Linked DNA regions of Triticum aestivum: region 2 is linked to region 1. The links are chromatin contacts, called in public Hi-C maps. All regions are on one chromosome and are shown on one strand. The core of a region is the stretch at or near the end of the contact, and the rest is flanking DNA. Distances in the headings are between cores, read along the strand shown.

What was found. Hi-C and Micro-C count contacts between places; a contact is called where the count stands out from the background.
Region 2: a Hi-C map of leaf shows a contact between it and region 1, with 3 times the contacts expected there. The contact joins the promoter of LOC123091337 here to the promoter of LOC123091332 in region 1. A contact is called at or near these places in 2 of 5 Hi-C or Micro-C datasets (both in leaf).

What each region holds. Positions count from the first base shown.
Region 1 is chr4B:109,956,205-109,960,425 of IWGSC CS RefSeq v2.1, reverse strand. It overlaps LOC123091332 (probable magnesium transporter NIPA4), which reads left to right and starts at 2,888. Exons shown (of 9, transcript XM_044512817.1): 1 at 2,888-3,190. The coding sequence starts at 3,034.
Region 2 is chr4B:110,542,546-110,547,034 of IWGSC CS RefSeq v2.1, reverse strand. It overlaps LOC123091337, which reads right to left and starts at 1,583. Exons shown (of 7, transcript XM_044512825.1): 1 at 1,195-1,583; 2 at 281-952. The coding sequence starts at 1,423.

The sequences.
Region 1 (4,221 bases), core at 1,639-4,138:
GATCCTTGGATAGTCCTTGGGCCTCCAGATACATGTGGAAATTCCACATCGAGAACTTGCCACGGTTATCCATTTGGAAAATAAAAGACGAGCACAACCCATGATTTAGTGGGTACTACTAGACCATAATTTGTAATCAACCAACTCTTTCTCTCTCATTCTTTTGTTTTTCCCTTTTGTGTGGTCTTTTATGTACATAAGCTTTTTAGAGACATACAACAGGACACTCTCCTACTAGTTCACTTAAAAATATATTAACAAATAGTACCTATATTGTTATTGCACATAATTTTCCATTTTTAGCCCATGATTAAATACATCCTTGATGGAATTTACGGATACATGACTCACAACTACATATGCGCAAAGTTTCTTTTTGAGAATCATTTCCATTGAGGAAACAAATCTTTATTCGTTTAACAACAACCTGGATCTTTTAGCATTTTTACGTATGAACCACTTTAAATAAGTGGTATAGTCTATATATATGTACCATCATCTTTTAATGTGTATGCGTTTTTTCTTGTTGAAAATAAACCCCGACGCCCTTTCTATAGGAGTAGAATATATATGATCGATCATTTAGTATTTTTTGTGTGAAAGTATTAGTGTATGCTTAGAAAAGCAATCCGTGGCCTAAACAAACCTTTTACATTTGTGTCCAGAATGTTTGAAAAACCTTTTTTGGCCATAAATACCCACTCACCCTGCATGGGAAATGGTGCCGGGAATGGGTGCGACCAATCATTATTGGGTAGGCGGTCATTAAGGGGTGTGCTTCCTGGTGCAAAACGCGACTGCGACATTGGTACGAACGTGGGAGAGAAGGGGGGGGGGGGGCGGGGATTTCCCTCCCCCGCCGACGGTTGGGTTTGGAGCATGGTCCATAGCAACCCCGCCCAGCCTCCTAAAATGTAGGCTCAGGGAGCGAATATGGAGCACCCTTATATTATTTTATCGATAGTGATCCATGTGCCATTGATAGATTACTTTTCTGTTGTTGCAATGTCATATTAACAGTTATTAGGATGATCAACTACATATGACACATCCGGTAAACTTGCTCCAATTAATGTCAAACTATCCCTTTAGTATTCCTCACAACAAAGATCCATTGGGTATATCAAGTATGTCAGCATGATTTGCTATTCACCAAGCCCTGATGGCTTTCTGTTAAAGGTTTCCAATACGTCTCATCACTGGAAACATTAGCAACAATATTTCCGATCGGAGTTAAATGTCATCTAAAGACTGGCACCCCACCAGAACTGAATAGTTTGATAGATCTCTTTTCATGACTAATTTTGGAACATACGGAGTTTCACATGAACACAGAGCAACTCCAGCGGAAATCCGAACCAAGTTATGTATTGTCGTCTCATGTTTATACTCCCTCCATTTCTAAATATAAGTCTCCTTTTTTTTATATTTAGGAACAGAGGGAGTACATAATAATTAATGTTATAATTTGTTAGCAAAAAAAGTTGAACCGTGAAGAAACGAAAAAGCGGTTGAAGGCTTGAAGCACAGAGCACTGGAGAAGTGTAAGAATACGTCGGCGTGTCAGATTTCTTCACTTCCCTCCGCAAGGGCATATTCCACATACTCCCAGCTTGTTGTCCCCACCACACACAGCGCGGTGCATGCGTAGGCTGGTCCCATGCGCCGCGTCTGTCAAGAGCCGTCGATGCGGCGTTGGACGGCTCATCTCCTTTTCTGTGAAGAAGAACGTTGCTTGTGTGGGCAAAGCCGCGTGGTGTGTGGCCAGTCTAGGACTCGTTTATTTCGAGTCACCTGTAGTTTTAGGGAGTTTTGCACTTTGAGCCTCGAGGTCTGGGTAATTGACGATTTCACATGCTACTTTACTACTCCACATTTGGAAAATGGTTGTGTTTTTGTGGTAAGCATTTGCTTCTCGGTGTCTAAATCATCTCATACTTTTTCAGCGTTTGGACAATCATTCCTTGCTTTCAGAAAAAAACACGATCATTCCATAAAACCAAATTGAAGAAAATGTCTTGCCAAAAGTCATGATAGCAAAGTGAACACGGGCTTACTCTTATTACCTTCACAAAATTCCATAGTGGTGGATGTTTTAGTCTAAACCAAATTGCCATATATAGCACTAAAGGGTCGAGCTTTTTCCTAATAGGCCGAGCCTTTCCCCTGACATTCCAATAAAAAGAATGTTTTAAAATGTGAAAGTTATCATGAAAGTACGGAAAAGACCCATTCAATCCAGGAGCCTAGAAAAATCCACCTACCACCACAGACTAAGTCCCTTCACCGATCCAAGCCAAATTTCATGATATTGGAAGTGTTGTTGAGGAACCTAAACATTTAAAAATGAATATACAAAATATTAAAAAAAATGCCATGAATTGGTATTGAAAATGTGTGATACCTATTATATCTAGAGGTACTCTAGATGATATCACTATACATGTTTATGTACATACCATTACCAACAATTAGTTTTTTTATGGAGCACTATATATAGCAACTAATGATTTTATGCCTTAATTGGGTCCTACATTCACTTAATAAGTGGACAAGGGTGAAAAAATTGTAGCGCGCAATGTTGTAATTGCTTTCGTGTCAATCAAATCCCATAATGATTGAGAGCACACTACTACATAAGGCGACCGAACGGTGAAAATTGGCGGTGTCCGTAAGAACTAACAAGTATGATGTTCCTAGCCATATACTCTATTTGTCGACACTCAAAACTGCACAAAATAATCATAGCACAAAAGCTCCAACAATAATTAATGACAAGAGGAATCAAGCTCTCTTAGTCAATTGATTAGGACTCCTAACTAAATAAAACTTAACACAAATAGGTGTTTCCACGAGGGCCCGGACGCACAAGCTCCCCTCCCCTTAAAATTCTTACTTTGTTCCTCCGCCTTGCTTTTCCCTCCCGCTTCCGACTCCTCCCCCACCGCTCCCCATGTCGGCGGCGTAGGCGGACACGGCGGACCCGGCGGCGGAGTGCAGAGGCAGGCCAGGGTCGTAGGCGCTCGCGAGGAGATGGCGGCGCCCTCCTCTTCAGCCGGGTTCGGGGGCATGTCGTCGGACAACGCCAAGGGCCTGGCCCTCGCGGTGTCGTCCAGCGCCTTCATCGGCGCCAGCTTCATCGTCAAGAAGATGGGGCTCAGGAGGGCCGCAGATTCCGGCGTCCGCGCAGGTGAGTTGCGCCACTCGGTGGCTGAGGCCCCACTGCTGCCTTGCTTGCTTCCTCTGGCGTCTGGATCTCGCCGGTACGGGTTGGTTGGCCGGCGAGGGGGTCGATTGGGGCGGCCGATTTGGAGTGGTGGGTAGCGGAATCGAGCGGAGTTTGGTTTTGGTTGCTGTTCTTTGCTTGGTTGGTGGGAGGGATCTGCGTGCGGTAAAAAACAAAAAGGAGCAGCGCGGTTTATTCTTCTCCGGTAGATTGGCGGTCCAGACCAGTTGAATCGAATAGATTCCTCGGAACAATGGAGCTTGCTTATCATTGCAACTTCTCTGGAACTTTTCCTTGCTCTCGTCGGTCAGAACAGAGGAGTGGAGTTGACGCTGGAAAAAAGGGTAAAATTCGGACAGGGGGGCGCGTTCTTCGCGGTAGATTTGGCCGCGTGGGAAGTCCAGTTGAGTCCAGAACGAAGACTCGCCTCTTTCCGTTGCAATTGGATGGCTTGATTCTCTTCTCTTTCGGCGGTGTGAAAAAAGTTGCAATGATTTGGTTTCGTCGTTGACAGTTCTCGCTGCTTCGCTGTGCTGTTTTGGTCCGAAAGCTTCCTTGAAAATGCAGTCCATGATCTCGCATTTGTTTCATGTCTTTGTTTCTCTTGTTGGAATTGCGACGAGTGAGTCTGAGGAAGAGTTCTTCCATGGCTAAATATGCTTATGAATGGTGTCCATTATCGGTGGGCTCGTTGGGAGAGAATACTGTTTAGATAGAAACTCTTGCTTGCAATATGCTTATGGATGACGTCCATTATCGGTGGCTCGTTGTGAGAGAATCACTGTCCACATAGAAACTCTTGCTTGCAATATGTCTTGTCGCGAGCTTACAGGTCAAACTATCTGATGGGGTCACTGATCTTTATCTGGATTTCTGTTTTGTTGGATTGATTCATGTCAAATTTTGCGTTGTTACTTGCATAGAGCTTCCTCAATCATGAATAGATCTGCGCTAGTTGAGATCTTTTGCATGATTGAAGTGGTTTACTGGCACAT
Region 2 (4,489 bases), core at 334-2,833, 590 kb before region 1:
CTTATACATGCTAACAGCGTCTCCTATTAGATTCTTACAATCAAATCTCATGTTTCTAAAAAAATAATGATCTCACTACAGCAGAAAAATAGCACGCATATATATAGCTACTTAGCTAGCTGGATTACCTCATAAAGCTATTACGATAGTAATAACAAAAATCTTATGTTATTTTAAGTGAACGGGATCAAAATTCCACCAATTCAGGGAAGAAAAACATGATCCTAAATTCAAATTGCCCGACTCTAGCTTTCAAACTTGAAAAGGGAGAATAACTCACCAGACTTTTTACGCTTTGGTTTCTTCTTGGACCCATGTTTCTTATCACCAGTACCCGAAGCTTTCTTTTGATCCGTGTTAACAGCATCACCGCCATCACTAATCCTTCCACCTGCTTTCATGTGTCTCTCCAAGGCAGCACTCTCTTCCTTCCCTATGTTCTCATGAATACCATCACCAAGCTTCCTACCGGCAGAATGCATCTGAGAATCATCGGGATCATCAATGCCATCATCATACTCATCATCTGGATCAACCTCCCTCATCCCCGTGCCCACCACTCCCATGGAAGCCGCCTCATACTGCTCCAGCTCTTTCCTGCCACCCTCATTGTACAAGGTGCCTCCTTTCCCCCCTTCAGCCAACTCTGGAACCTCCTTGTCAGCACCACCCCTGGTATCCAAGGTCAACCCTTTCTCCTCAATACCGGGATCAGAGCTCACGCTTTTCTCACTGCCACCACGAGCATCAGCAGTGTTTCCACCTGCACCGAAGACCTTCTCCTTCTCGTCCTCCGAGTAGTCTTCGTCGCGCCGTCGATCGTCCTGGTCCCAGTACCTGGAATCCCGCGCACTCCTGCCACCACCGCCATGGCCGAACTTGAGCTCCTTCCAGTTCTTGCTCCGGTTCCACTCCGGCAAACCCTCCCCGCCACCCGAATCCTCTCCGATCTCTGCAAAACAGTACGAACATGTTGTGCATTAAGACAACCGAACTAACAGATAACCAGATCAACCGAACAGAATTTGGATCCCATTCGCATCCAGCCACGCCATGGACGATCCCAAGAGCGTCAAAGATGCCATTTTCTCTCTCCCCTCTCACTCTCTCCTGTCGAAGCAACAAGAACACCGAGCGGACCGCCTCAACCCATCCCCAGAGAAACCACCGTGCCGGGAGTGTGAAACCACGAACCTGCGGGGTCGCGAGAGAGGCGGCGCGAGAGGATGAAGACGCCAGCGAGGAGCAGGACTGCAGCGGCAGCTGCGGCAACGGCCGGCGAGCGGCGGCGCGCGGGTTTGCCGGGGCGGCGGATCCGGGAGGGTTTGGAGGGGTGTGCCCGGTGGTAGTCCGGGAGCGGGTGGTGGGCCCCGCCGCCGCGGGAGTCGAAGAAGCCGCCGCCGGATTGCCTGTACTGCGCCATCAAGCAGAGGCGGTGCTACTGCTGGTGCTCGGCCACCACCATGGACGGGACGGAGGACGGTGGGTGGGGGGAAGCGGACCGGAGTGAAACGGAGGGGCTTTTCTGTAATTTGATCGGGATGGTTGGAGGAGTTGGTTAGTTTGCACGTGATGGTGATGGGGTTAGGAGAAGAGATATCTCTCTCCCTCAGACTGCGAGGTTGGTGAGATGGGAGTGATCAGAGATGAGAGCCGACATGTTAGGCATAGAGCGGGATATTTCTATCAAATAACGTGTTCTTTTTCTTTTTCTTTTTCTTTTGATTGAAAAAGGTCAAATGCCATGTACTTTTTTTGTTTGCTCATAAATAATTTGGATTGCTTACCATATACTCCCTCCGTCCGAAAGTACTTGTCATCAAATTGGACAAAAAGAGATGTATCTAGAACTAAAATACATCTAGATACATCCCCTTTTATTCATTTTGATGACAAGTATTTTCGGACGGAGGGAGTATGTCACATGGTAAATGTCATGTACTTAACTAGCACAAATGACAAATCCTTACAAAAAAGAACACGCTGACAATTTTTTTAATACAATCAAATTTCTGGGGTGTCGAAGTTTTTTTCCTCCTGCATCCATCGGTAATCTCCTTTTGAAATGATGCAAAGGCCAGGGGTTACAGCCTCCTTTTCGGGGGAAAGGAAAAAAATCGGCGACATGTCGTGAGGAAAGCTCGCTGTCGTCTTTAGACCTCTGTTGCAGCGGAGTAAACTTGTTTAAACCTAGGAGATTGTAGGAGTGGTGAAAGGAAAGTCATCAATGTATACTGGAAGACATTAGTGGCCATGATCTGCGTAGGAAATCGCCACGCGGGAGATGAAAAATATGGAGAGGGCACGTAGAAACCCCTTGGACTTGGAGAACACAAACCTCACACGCTCTTCGACGAGGCCAAGACAAGCCAATCTTCGCCCGTCAAAACTTGAGCCGAAGGACCAAGACAACAACATTGTGTGCTCCATGGAATAAAGCGACCGAGCCAAACCTACATAAAAAATGCCATGCCCGACGAGACAGACCTAAGGACACACCATATTTCACGCACCTCCTAGTGATGCGAGGAAGCATCACCGGGACAAGGGCGAGGTGGGAATATCTTATCACACGCCGACAGCGACACCATCATCTTGACACCGCCGAATGGCTACCTATCTAATGCTCCAAGAGGAGAAAAGCATGACTCACAAGGTAGATCGGGTCTCCCCACACCCCACGGAAGATCCCCCGATGAGGATGAGGTCGATGATGCACCAGTGGAGGAGGATGACATCGGAGCAAAACCCTGGATCGCCTTTGGTAGGGGTTGCGTCCCTTGAATAAATAATGTGTTCTTAGTGTATAAATTTCATTAAACAAAACCAAAATAGGTATATAAAAACTTTAAGATATACTTTGCATGACATTCAACTCATAGTCAGTTGATCAAATTAATGATTTAGAAATGGGTGTGCCTAGCGCTCAGGCGGCTGAGATTTAGTTACAATCCTTTCATTTGGGCTCTTATTCTCAATGGTGTGCAAGGTGAACATAATGACATCACGAAGCAAGTCATCAAGATAAAACTCAAGGCTCAATCTTTGTGGCATCCTATTCAATGCACTATGTCCCAAAAGAATCACAAAATCAGTCACTTGGAGAATGTAAAAGAGAATTGGGATACTTTAGTTGAGATTCACAAAGGTGTTGATGAAGGAAATATGCCCTTGAGGCAATAATAAAGTTGATATTTTATATTTTCTTATTCATGATAAAGGTTTATTATTTATGCTAGAGTTGTATTGATCGGAAACTTAAATACATGTGAATACATAAACAAATACCGTGTCCCTAGTAAGCCTCTACTAGACAAGCTCGTTGATCAAAGATGGTTAAGGTTTTCTAACCATAGACATGTGTTGTCATTTGATAATGGGATCACATCATTAGGAGAATGATGTGATGGACAAGACCCATCTGTTAGCTTAGCGTATGATCGTTCAGTTTATTGCTACTACTTTTTTGAATGTCAAATACATGTTCCTTCGACCATGAGATCATGCAACTCCCGAATACCGGAGGAATACCTTGTGTGCTATCAAACGTCACAACGTAGCTGGGTGGTCATAAAGATGCTCTACAGGTATCTTCGAAGGTGTTTGTTGACTTGGCATGGATCGAGATTGTAATTTGTCACTCCGAGTATCGGAGAGGTATCTCTGGGCCCTCTCGGTCATACACATCATAATAAGCTTAGAAGCAAATAACTAAGGAGTTAGTTACGAGATGATGTATTACGGAACGAGTAAAGATACTTGCCGGTAACGATATTGGAATAGGTATGAAGATACCAACGATCGAATCTCGGGCAAGTAACATACCGACAGACAAAGGGAATTGTGTATGTTGTCATAACGGTTTGACCAATAAAGATATTCATAGAATATGTAGGAACCAATATGGGCATCCAGGTTCCGCTATTGGTTATCGACCGGAGAGGTGTCTCGGTCATGTCTACATAGTTCTCAAACCCATAGGGTCTGCACACTTAACATTCGTTGACGATATAATGTTATATGAGTTATATGATTTGGTGACCGAATGTTGTTCGGAGTCCCGGATGAGATCATGGACATGACGAGGAGCTCCAGAATGGTCCAGAGGTAAAGATTGATATATAGGACGATGATATTCGGACACCGAAAGAGTTTCGGAGTCACCAGGTAGTCATCAGATCACCAGAAGGGGTTTCGGGCACCCCCGGGAGGTCTATGGGCCTAATGGGCAAAGGAAGGCACACACAAGCCCACAAGGGGGCTGGCGCGCCCTCTCCCTGGCCGCCAGCCCTAGGGGAAGGAAAGGGGGAGGGTTGGCCCCTCTTGCCTTTCCCTCCTCATGAGAGAAAGGAAAGGGGGGCACCACCTCCCCCTGCCTTCCTCCCGCACGCATACATGGCAGGGGGGCGGCTAGGGCAGGAGCCCAAGTGGGATTCGGCCCCACTTGGGGTGCCTCCTGGCTGCCTTCCCTCCCCCCACCTATATCACT